Linked DNA regions of Mus musculus: all the other regions are linked to region 2. Evidence: chromatin contacts called from public Micro-C and promoter capture Hi-C data. All regions are on one chromosome and are shown on one strand. The core of a region is the stretch at or near the end of the contact, and the rest is flanking DNA. Distances in the headings are between cores, read along the strand shown. Region 1 holds the start of Tmem100 (transmembrane protein 100). Region 2 holds the start of Hlf (hepatic leukemia factor). Region 3 holds the start of Tom1l1 (target of myb1-like 1 (chicken)). Region 4 overlaps Pctp (phosphatidylcholine transfer protein).

The links. Promoter capture Hi-C pulls out the DNA fragments that hold promoters and counts their contacts. A called contact is a pair of places that touch in the nucleus more often than the background predicts.
Region 1: a contact with region 2 is called in a promoter capture Hi-C map of embryonic stem cells. The contact joins the promoter of Tmem100 here to the promoter of Hlf in region 2. A contact is called at or near these places in 6 of 39 promoter capture datasets (the HPC-7 cell line, cranial neural crest, embryonic stem cells and 2 more) and 2 of 9 other capture datasets (adipose tissue and pancreatic islet).
Region 3: a Micro-C map of embryonic stem cells shows a contact between it and region 2, with 3 times the contacts expected there. The contact joins the promoter of Tom1l1 here to the promoter of Hlf in region 2. A contact is called at or near these places in 4 of 39 promoter capture datasets (the HPC-7 cell line, liver and stem cell-derived epiblast-like cells), 1 of 484 Hi-C or Micro-C datasets (embryonic stem cells) and 2 of 9 other capture datasets (liver and pancreatic islet).
Region 4: a promoter capture Hi-C map of the HPC-7 cell line shows a contact between it and region 2. The contact joins the enhancer-like site here to the promoter of Hlf in region 2. A contact is called at or near these places in 10 of 39 promoter capture datasets (the 3T3-L1 cell line, the HPC-7 cell line, embryonic stem cells and 5 more), 3 of 484 Hi-C or Micro-C datasets (cortical neurons and liver), 3 of 115 datasets of contacts at active chromatin or transcription factors (embryonic forebrain, hepatocytes and kidney) and 3 of 9 other capture datasets (adipose tissue, liver and pancreatic islet).

The regions. Positions count from the first base shown.
Region 1 is chr11:90,028,966-90,031,665 of GRCm38.p6, forward strand. It overlaps Tmem100 (transmembrane protein 100), which reads left to right and starts at 1,383. Exons shown (of 3, transcript NM_026433.2): 1 at 1,383-1,778.
Region 2 is chr11:90,389,560-90,392,259 of GRCm38.p6, forward strand. It overlaps Hlf (hepatic leukemia factor), which reads right to left and starts at 1,358. Exons shown (of 4, transcript NM_172563.3): 1 at 691-1,358. The coding sequence starts at 805.
Region 3 is chr11:90,686,184-90,688,883 of GRCm38.p6, forward strand. Tom1l1 (target of myb1-like 1 (chicken)) reads right to left here and starts at 1,418. Exons shown (of 16, transcript NM_001357543.1): 1 at 1,330-1,418. The coding sequence starts at 1,387.
Region 4 is chr11:89,984,690-89,987,389 of GRCm38.p6, forward strand. Pctp (phosphatidylcholine transfer protein) reads right to left here. Exons shown (of 6, transcript NM_008796.3): 4 at 2,507-2,678; 5 at 1,404-1,471; 6 at 1-67. The coding sequence ends at 2. Among named protein-coding and RNA genes, the nearest start is that of Pctp, 17 kb to the right of the region's middle. Within about 2 kb of position 1,287, at least 71 of the 459 cell types and tissues checked have an H3K27ac peak or open chromatin away from gene starts, as enhancers often do. A contact at or near this core is called in the HPC-7 cell line and pre-B cells, where this site is marked.

The sequences.
Region 1 (2,700 bases), core at 133-2,632, 360 kb before region 2:
TGTGGCCTGGGTAGTGTGTGATCGATGCTTATGAACATTCACGTGCTCCGTTCCTCTTCATTCGGTGGACTGGGTAGGTCCACTCCGAATGGGGGAGTTGGTTCTAGAGTTAAGGCCGAACAAAGTGCTAGCCACCAGAAGCCAGGACAGGCAACTAAGAGGTCCAAGCTGTTCTTTCTCTCCACATGTGGATCTTAGGAGATTCCTGTGCCTGGAACTTGACCAACAAATAGTAAAGACATGTTTGTATCTAAAACACATTTTTTTCTTCTTCCTCTTACTACTGTTAGATCTTTCTACTTAAAAGAAAACTGCCTAGAGCATATTTGGGAGGGGAAATAACAAGAGTTGTTATCCCCAAAGCACACAAAAACACAGATCACTTTCCAAAATGCCCCTGATTTCAGAGTAAAATTGTTGACACACCCTTTAAAAAAAAAAAAGAGTTAGCTAGGAGAAAAGCTGGCCAGCTTCCCGAATTTCACTGAACTCAACGGGCCTTTGTGATGACAGAGATCTTCATGTGGTGATTGGACAGAGAGGAGCCTGAGGAACTGGCATCTTCCGGGATGCTGGAAACTAGCCAGCTCGACCACACCAAGCAAAAGCAAAAACGAAAGTGGGAGGGAGGGAGAATAATCAAACACACGTGAGGGCAGTTCTTCCCCAAATGCAAAGCACAAGTGTGCTCCCCAAAGAGAAACCGCCAGCGCACTTCAATGGCAGAGTGGAAACGCCCCCGGCAGGCTCCCACAGATGGGACCTGCACCAGTGACCTGTTTGTCCTGGAACTGGCCATCCTTCTTGCTTCCTTCCACTGCGGACCCTCCCTCCCCCTAAGCAACGGCTCCTTATTGCTAAGGAAGAGGAGATGCTTTTTAAGTAAGGGGGAATTCTCTCTGACGTAGTAAATCTCCTCACAGCGTTGTTTGTGATGTTCTTGGTGGCCTCAGTTCTTCTGAGATGTGGCAGTCCAGTGTGTTAGCAACCCCATGCAATCTGGCATCTTCACATAAGGAACACTCATTGGCGAACCAGCTTGCTTGACTTCATGGCGACAGGCCACCCAGGCACTACATACAGCCTTATCTCTTATCATCTATCGCTCTTCTTCAGGCTGGCCTCGAACTCAGAAGTCTGCCTGCCTCTGCCTTCCAAGTGCTGAGATTAAAGGCGTGTGCCATCAGTGCGCCGCTATCTATTACTCTTCTTATCACTTAAACCTCATGGTGACAAATCTGCAGAGGATCCCACTCTCCTTTCCGGAATTCTCCAATGGCTTGCCTTTACCCATCCCCACCCCTCCTCCCACACCCATCTCTCCACCCACCCCTACCCTTACTCCTCCACCGCTAATGTAGAAGACCGAAAAGGAGTTCTTTTCTGCAGCTTCACACTACAAAAGAGTGATATCGAAGACTAGGTTAGAGAAAACCATAAAAAAGAATGCTTGCATAAGGATTTTAAACGGGGGAAAGAAAACAGGAGAGATTTTTAGTGACTTTTTAAATAATTGGGTTATGATGGATTCACTCCTGTAATTACAGTGGATGGTGTGGGCACGGAAAAAAAAATAGAAAAGAAAAGGAAAACGTAGAGTAAAATACAACAGCGAGTAAGGAATTTCCTTTCACCAAATTGTCTCCGGTCCCTTAATGGTCTGTAAATCTTGCTGAGTACTTTGTGTACGGTCCCTAGCATGGTGATTTGCATCCCACTGTCGGCCTCGCTGTTGGCCGCCGCTTGCTGCTGTCTCAGTCCACTTCTGGCTGAGAAAGGTAAGGCTCGGTTTCCTTGCTCTTTGAAAGATCTGGGAGAGGCTTGTAGATTGTTTGCCGGGGTTCGCCCGGGGAGGACGGTTCATACACTCGGAAGTCTTCAGGAAAGTTTTCTAAACTTGAGCCTTCCCAAGCCCTGCGCTCAAAGGAAAAAAAAAAAAAAAAAGAACCAGGGAAATTTCCTCACTTTTCTGCACCAAGAGCTTGCAGAAAAAGAGACTGGATGCATTGTGATGAAAATTTGCACGTGGGGCCAGGTGTCGCTTCCCAGGGTGTTTAATACCAGCTAGGCACCCTGTGGGCGGAAGACTGGACATTCAAAGGCGTTTTTGCATGTTTTGCTGTGAAAAATCTTTTTGAATTTCTTCTTAAGAGATAAAGTTGGTTAAAGATGCTTGTGCCCCCGGTTGCCCTGGTGCTTCTACCCTTTTCTTCCTGGCACAATTTCTGGTTAATCTCTGAGCTTTCCATTTCTTTAAATTTACCAGTTCAAATCAGGAGTTGTCTAATTTTGGAGACTGGCATCTTCTTACCTAGACAGATGCCTTTACACTGTGCTGGGACAGTGGCGCGGAGCGCCACACCTGAAACCATGAGAAGCCGAAGCTTCCAAGTTAGAAGTAGCAGCAAACCTGTGGCCTTGCACCCTGGAGGCACAGCTCTGTTCAGTGTCTCTCCTTACCGTTTCATCCTGGGGCTCGCCATGGGAAAGGATGCCTCTCTCCCCTGTAGGTTCATTTCTTTACCTTCGGCTTAGGAAGCAAGGGAAAATGATCTTCCACTAGGATATGGTGATGTTCAGAACTTCCTGGCTGCTACTGGGGATTTGCTTAATATACAGTAAATGGCCTGTGCTAGGAATCAGGGAGGTCTTGCCCCAAAGGCAGGAGTTCCCAAGTGGGAAGCAGCTCTCTTTGAGGGT
Region 2 (2,700 bases), core at 108-2,607:
CAAGCCACGGTTGCCTAGGGAAGGTTTGAGACTTACCAAGAAAGGGCTCAAGCCAGAGGAGGCTCCTGCACGCGGTTACACGTGAGCCTGCTCAGCTCTCCCCTCCCACCGGGAAGAGAGCACCGGGAAAGTGTCAGCGCTGGAGGCGTGCACCGCTTCCCGCCGACAGACCACTCCCCCCACCCCCACCCCGCTTTGTGAATTGCGGGTCTGCGGGAGAAAGCGCCTCTCCGCTCATGCCGCGTGAGTTCACAACACAAAACACTAACACGATCCGAATATTCAGGCTGCCGCCGAGTGAGAACCCCCATTTACTTTGACCCCCCCCTCTCTGCCAGGCTCCAACCAGCCACCTCCCGCCCTTTCTCCTCTCCAGTCCCAGAGACACTAGTCTCCCAGGGAAGCGCACACCCTGTCACTCAAAGCAGCGATCCTGACCTGTCAAGTTCACCTGTCACCTGCGCTGCAGGAGGACAGACCTAGAAAGGCAGGCGAGCCAGGTTCCCAGCGCTATTTCAAATGTTGCCCCGGAGGGATCCCCTTTGCATTGAGGAGAAAGAGGGAGTAAGCCCCCCAATTTCACTAAAGCAAGGCGAGGGGAAGAAAGATGCTGGTGCCCTCCCAGCCGACTAGGGGGGTCCCTGGGAGTGTAGTCCCTTCCCTGAGCCCAGCTGCCGAGGCAACGCTCACCGTCTTCAGGATGAAGGGGGAGCTTCAGCGGGTTCTCCAGCAGGGACCTGAGCACGCCGTAGGGAGGCGGGATAAAGGTGGGGTTCAAGGGGAGCTGTCGGGACATTTTCTCCATCGTGATGCACTCAATTGTCTTTTTAAAAAGAAGGCCAATCGCCGCCCCGAAATGTTGATGAGCTTTGTTTCCTCCGTCCTTTGCCAACCAAAAGTACTCGCTTTCAAAACAGTGCAGACAAGGAAGAAAAAAAAAAATCACTTCTGTCTTTGTAAATACATCAGCATACAAATATCAAAAAAAAACAAAAACAAAAACAAAAAAACTTTCGTGTTCTCAGTGCCGACAGTCCAGGGAAGGCGCATCTAGCGCCGCGGACTCCTCCGACCCAGTGCAGGATGCTTTCTCACCTGCCTCCAACACTCAGTCTTGCAAAATGTTCAAAATTGCAAGGAGGTGGGGGGAAAAAGGAAAGAGAGAAATTTTGAAAACGTAGACGGCTGCAGATGAGCAGAAGGCAAAGCGCGGGCCCCGGCCCCTCGCGCGAGCACCGGAGGCTGTGCCGTCCCGCCCCACCCCCCTCCCCGCCGCGGCCGCTGCTCCCCGCGCTCCGCGGCCCCGCAGCGCCGGGCTCAGCGCATCAGGCAGTCCATGTGCCGCTGCCCTGACAAGAGTGACGTCAGGGCCCGCACCGCGCGCCGATAGGCGTGCAGGGGCGGGGCCCAAATCGGGCCCGCCCATCCACCCCGCCCCCCCAGGGCTGCGTGTGTAGCATCGCCGCACGCGCTGTTTTTCCGGCCCTTGCGGCGTTGGTGGGCTGCGAAAAGCACAGGTGCCAGATTTCCTGCTTCACTCTCTGCCTTGCGCTGGGAATAACGCGCGCTAACTCTCACCCTGACTCCTTTTGCACGCGAGCCCTTCCCCCTCCGTTCCCCCCCCCCGCCCCCCAGAGCAGAACAATGAGAAATTCGTGTCAGTGGTTTGCAATGTGGAAATAAATTGGTGATTTTAAAAGAAGATGATTTTTAAAAGATGGCCAAGTGGCATTCCGGACTTAAATTAGAACCCCCAACCCCCGGGGCGATGTCCTGGCTAGCAATGTTTTTTAAAGCTCCCCAGGACAAGTTTAGGAGATTTGGATAGACTTGAAGCGAATGACTTCTGGATATTTCTCCTCCTCGCTCCTGGTGAGCTTAGTACTTTCCTTCTAGCCCCACTGCATATCCGACCTAAGATATCAACTTTCCTGAATTCCAAACAATGTGCAAAAACGTAGAATGGAGACAGGAGCTGCAGACTGAAGTGAACTGTCTCCCACGCTGTCCGAGGGAATTAACAAGACAGACATTTGCTTGCAATGGAAGGAAAGCAGGAGAGACTTAAACACAAGGAATGAAAGTTAGGAGTATTTAAAAGGCCCAGCATGGCTGTAATTAGGCTAACTTAGAAGGTCTGAATACTAATTAAAATAAATTTGTAAACTCTTTGTTAAAAGATTAGGGGAATCTTGTTTGTGGCTGCAGCACATCCCTCTGGCCTTTTGAAGGCTGTGAAAAGGCCAGTTTTTTGACCTTGCTGCTGAGGGTGTGGGGGAGAACACCTTGGCGGAGTGGATGGATTGGAATGTAGGCATTCTGCCTCCCCAGCCAGGAGAACTGAGACACACGAACCGCATCTCCACGCTTCTCTTTCCACTTTCCACCCCCACCCACCCACCAATTACACATTTCTATCCAGCACTAAGTCCCCCTGACCCGTGGAGGAGCATGTGGGATGGTTTTTGCAGTACTGATGGTTGAATGTATGGCCTTACCCATGTCTAGCTAGTTCTATATCACAGTGAGCTGTCTCCTCAGACCTGTGGGGAAGGGTCTGCAAGAAGCTTTTCAATGAGGCAGAAAGGCTTTTGTGAACATAGACTGGGTTCCTGGGGTGCAAATATTACTGGGATGCCCCTCCCCCACCCCACTACCAAAAAATGAGAGATAAGAAAGGAGAGAAGAGAAATCTAAAAT
Region 3 (2,700 bases), core at 168-2,667, 300 kb after region 2:
GGCACACATTGTTCTTCCATCTGGATACTTCTTTCTCTCAACATGCTCATTCCTAGAGAACTCTTATTCACACTTCAAAGGCTGTGGCCGAGTTCGTTTCTCCCTTTTTTAAAGTTTTGTTTGCAAACTACGTGGTATCTTTCAGTATTATAAGGGTATCTTAACAGTGGATGCTGCAGAATATGGCCATTCTCCTTATCACCAGGTAAGTTCCCTGGGGGATGGGACTATGCCTTCCCGAAGGCATCCAGCTAGTAGTTCTAAATGTTTTCAAAACTAAGGGATAATCGGACATTGCCGAAGTGCCTTTTGCCTGCGAAGCTTCAGCGAGGATCCATTTCTGCTCGGAACTCGTTCTAAGACATACTATTCAGCAAGGAGATGGGCAGTTACAGTGCTTTTCCTAGAGGGCAGCTCTCTTGCAGTATTGTAAAGATGTGGAAACTCAGGTTTAAGTTCAAAGGTGCGGCCCATCCCCGCAGCAGTTAGTTTAACTTACTTCCAATCTAAACTTTCTGAGACTGAGTCTTAGAACTACCAGGTTCATAGGATTTCATCACCCCACCAAGTTCCCAACAGTTTGCCTGTCATTAATACACCCTGGTGCCACACCCTGTCCCCAAGGGAGGGGGCAGGGTAAAGAAGGGAGCTGAGGTGGCAAAAAGCCAATTGTATGTAGTCAGTGACTTCTGCATCCACCTCTGTAATTCAGAACACAAACACAAGGGATAAGGAAGGACCAGGCTGGCTGGATTGGAGGGTGATGCGTGGTCTAAGAGCCTCAGTGACTGCAGACGGCCCCTCTCCCAATCTCCCTCTTTAAGCAAAAGGCCGGCTCACATCGCTTGGGCTGTGCGCTGGAGAAAATTGGTTTGGAGAAACCTGCCTCTCAGGGTGAGATCACGTCAATTAGCGTCTCAGATCTCTCTTTCTGGTCTGTAAAATGGGTATAACAATAAGGTGCTGAGAGTGGACGACGCACTTTATGAAGAACCTTCCCCGGGTCAAGAAGTTTCCACTTTCTCCTCCCAGCGGTCCCAATACTCCACGCAGTGCTGTGCTGCGGGCCACCTGCTTGCTCCACTCGCCCAGCATTTTGAACTTTGCATTTTTTTCGGAGAGGTTCTGGTATGAGTGAGCCAAACTCAGAAAGGTGGAAAGTGGCCGCAGGTGGCACGCAGGTGGCGTGGGAAAGCTGCGGGGGAGGGTAGCATTTCCTCCGACTTGGTCCAACTCGCCCCCCACCCTCCAATCGAGAATGGAGTGGAACCGGCAAAGCTCCCACGGTTCCCCAAGCCAGCCGGGATGTTACTCCCTGCGCCTCCTTACCTATGAGGTGACCCACAGAGGTAGCGTAAGGATCGCGGTGACTCTTCCCAAACGCCATGGTAGCTCCAGAGAGCCCTCCCAGGAAATCCGCCTCCACCGCCCTCCGACTCCACCCGCTCCGTGCCCGAGGCTCCTCCTCTCCGCTCCAGCGCTTGGCTGCCGCGGAGAGGCGCCAGGCAGCGAGCAGGGCGGGGACCCGGGGGACTTGGCGCACCTGCCGCGTGCTCCTGGCGCTTCCCGCACCTCGTGACTCTAGGTGGGCTGGGAGCCCGGGTGGAGTGATGTGACTCCGCACCCCGGGCCTGCGAACTCAGAGTCCAGCTCCAACATCTCCACCGCAGGGCTGAAGACCGCTCCCCTCTCTTTGGAGACTAGACAGTGTGGGATTAGTTGCTAACACAGACTCGAGGGTTATTGCTAAGGTTTATTCAGACAAGGACATAGACCTCTCAAGTCACACACCTCCAGAACAATGAGACTTCGCCTATCACCACTCCGGAGGTCCCTGAACCGATTTTTGCGCCCTACCCTTTAAATCTACGGAACTGGGAGGAGGATGGGCTGTCTAGGAGAGCCAAGACCTCCCTTGAGCCCGGGCTTTGTTTTTCACCCGTTTCCAAGAGGGACCACGAGGCGCCACCACACAAGCTTTTGGCTTCTAGCTCTATCTCCTAGGAACCCTGCTTTCCAGCCTTATGGTGAAAGGAGAGAGGGGCCTTTCCTGGGGCTCTGGCAGGAAATATGTTTGGTATGTAAATCCACATTAAGAAACCAAACCTCTCTGTTTCTATTTGAACCAAGATTTCTTTTTCCTTTTCCGCGGCACGGCTAACATCAGATACCCATGCTTCTGATCTGTAGGATGCCTCCTGAGACGATGGGCTACTCTGCTGGTAGATTTTGCTTCCTGTAGCTAACTGGGACTGAGCTTCACATTAATAGTGGGTTTATTCCCCCCACCCCGAAATGGTGACTAGAAAGAGCAGGAGGACCTGGCCTGACTCATGTTTTTGGTCTTCCATATTTTAGCATAGATGTCAAAACCAATTACATTATGCTCCAAGTGGCTATCATTTGTTGTATTGATCCGGAATCTTCCTCCACCTCCCCCTGTTTGTCCTCCTCCATGAGTGAGTTAACATCGGGATCCTACAATGTAAAATACGGCATTTTTGTTATGATGGTGTTTCTTATGATGAGGTCAGTCCTACCTGAAATAGGACATGCCTATCAGGCTCACTAGCTGTTTCATGTGGTGCGATCTCTCCACTGTGGCAGTCAAGTAGTCTTTACAGCTGATGTTGAAAACCTCTTTTGGCTCTCTCAGCAGCCTGATCTCTGTCTGTCCCTAGCAAATCATTTTGCCTTCAT
Region 4 (2,700 bases), core at 37-2,536, 400 kb before region 2:
CTTAGGTTTTCTTGTGGTAGTTCTGACACGCTTTCACCATGTCCTTCAAAAAGTTTGGAACTCCATTCTGCAAAAGAAAAGACTATGTTTCTATGTATCCTTCATTCTCTGGAGTGTGGCAGAGAAAAACAATGGGTTTGGGGGGTAATCAAAGACAATGGGGCCCCTGATCCAATTTCAACATGACGCTGTCACAGAAAACGGCAGAAGGCAAGACCCAGAGCAGACAGACTTGAAAGGCTTGAAAGACAGGGCCTTCGAGTTGACTTCTGCTAATAAAAACTACAGAGCTCCTTTTGAAATTATTATTAATTAAAAAGGAAGGGAGGCTAGGACTAGGGCTCAGCCTAAAAGCACATGCTTTTCCTGTGATGAATCTGAGGTCAGGTCCCAGCACCTATGTCAGATAGCTCACAGCCACCTGTCACTCCAGCTCCAGGGCCAACTGGACCCTCCAGACACATATGCACACATCCCCATCCACATATGCATATAATTTCTTAAAAATATTTTTTTAAAAAGGAAAGAAAAAATTAAAACAAAACAAAAGACTGGAACAAAGTAAATCAAGAGTCGGAATTAGATTGCTGGATACTTCCTTAAAGAAGTGGAAGGGCTTGTCTTACTGTTTTAAAAAAAATAGTGTTTGTGGTTAGGGGATGGGATATGTTGTACAGTGTCAAGCACTGTGCATGACTTTGCAAAAATGCTGTTTCACTGACTTCATCTCCATGCAGGGGGCATTATTCATCTTCAGTTTTTGAAAAAAAAAAAAAAAAGGAAGTTGGACTTCCCTGACTAACAGAAAACAGTCAGTAACAGAGCCCAGGTTCAGAATTGCATCTGTTTGCCTCTGACACCTATAGGCATTCTTACTTTCCCATGAGCCACTGGAGTTCACCACAGGACCTGCACAAAGCCTGCTGAATTGTCACAGTGATGCAGGACCCTAGGAGTGGCAGCCTATAGTGATCTGAGTCACTACCACTGTAACTTGGCCCGAGAGACTGAAAAACAGCAAAGACAACCGAACTAGAGGTTTCCTCTGAGCCAGGGAGGGTCTGCTTGTCTCTAAGCAAGGTCTGACTGTCTCATAAGCAGATACTGAAAACACTGGAGTCCCTGTAAGGGGCAGCCTTACGTCTGGAAGTTCCAGCGAGTAATCATGGAGGGTCCGTGGCTACCAGCAGGGAAGGGCTGACATTCTTGGCTAACAGAGTCTTTGTCCTATGTCTCAGCCTCCATCCTGGGTGTTGGCCACTCCAATAATCACCAAGTCACTCAACCGAGCTCTTCATAAAAGACTCTCGTTACCCTGGGACAATGCATCTTGTGACAACCCACAGGCTAAGTCAACATTTGTCAAATGCACACTCCCCACTGCCTAACTCCTGGGATCTCACCTTGGCTGCCCAGTTAATGAGCCAGGACGGAATTTGGCCACCCGGGTTATCAAAGTAGTACATGAAAACTAAAAGAGAAGAGAAGACAATTCAGGAGGAGTGGGGGGGGGGACACGGGGGCTAGAAAAATACAATAACAAAGCTCCGCAAAGCCGTCTTCCGACTGGGACCCAGACAGCGCAGAGGAAGGAGCACGTGAAATGCCCCGACCTGCCTTGCGGCTACTGACACAGGAGTACTGTTGAAAATGCAGCCAGGGAAACACTTGGCTGTGCTTTCTTAGACACCTGATGAACGCTAGACGTTTGCACATCATCGTTATCCAAACAGCCCCAAGGAACTGACGGTTAGCATACACGAGGAAATAAAGCTCAGAAAAATGAGAAGACAGACCTAACAAGCAGCAGACTTAGGGTTCGGATTTTGTGGGCCACATTCATGCCGGTATGGCAGATGCGGTTGCCCCGTTTTCCTTCTTGGAGACTGGAACTCGATGTTCTTAAGTCTCTGGCCTTGTGTGTGTGAAGGGCTGGATCCTCCAATCCACACCTGCCAATCCCCTAGCCCTGTCTAGGCTCGGTCCCTATAGCTACAGGGTAAGCCGGAAGCAACTCTTTCTAAACTCAAGGGTTTCAATGTTCTGATTTCATTTGGACAACAAAGAATGAATGGGTGGTGGGTGGGGCTGGAGAGTTGCCTCAGCTTTTAAGAGCCTGTATTGCTCTTAAGGAGGATCCTGGTTCAATTCCCAGCACCCACGTAGTGGCTGACAACCACCTGTAACTCTAGTCCCAGGAGATATGATGCCGTCTTCTGATCTCCACAAACATCAGGCAAGAAACGCATGTGGGCAAAACACACTAATGAACATGTAAGAATAAAATAAATAAATGTTAACAAGCAGAAGAGTGCACCGCATCAGACTGGAACATCTACACTGAGGCCTAGCCAATCTCTGATGTGGATCCAAACACTCCCACATGGCCACCTCACGTCTCCTTTGTTCCCGGGCCATGGTTACATTCACTGGATAAGCTTTTGCCTAAGCTGCCTCCTACTCAAATGGCACTGGCTTAGCTGCTGCCCTGCCCCGAAAGCTTTACCTCTGCTCCCCTTCTTGCCGTCACTCTCGATCGCCAGGCTCTGTTTGTACTGTTTCACTCGGATGACCCCAGACTTCTCGGGAAACTGAGGTGCCGAGATACTCTGGGCCAGGACCACGTAGATCTTCCTCCCGTCCACATCCAGGTCTCGGCGCTGGCGGGTGTAGACGTACTGCATAGCCAGTCAAGGCATG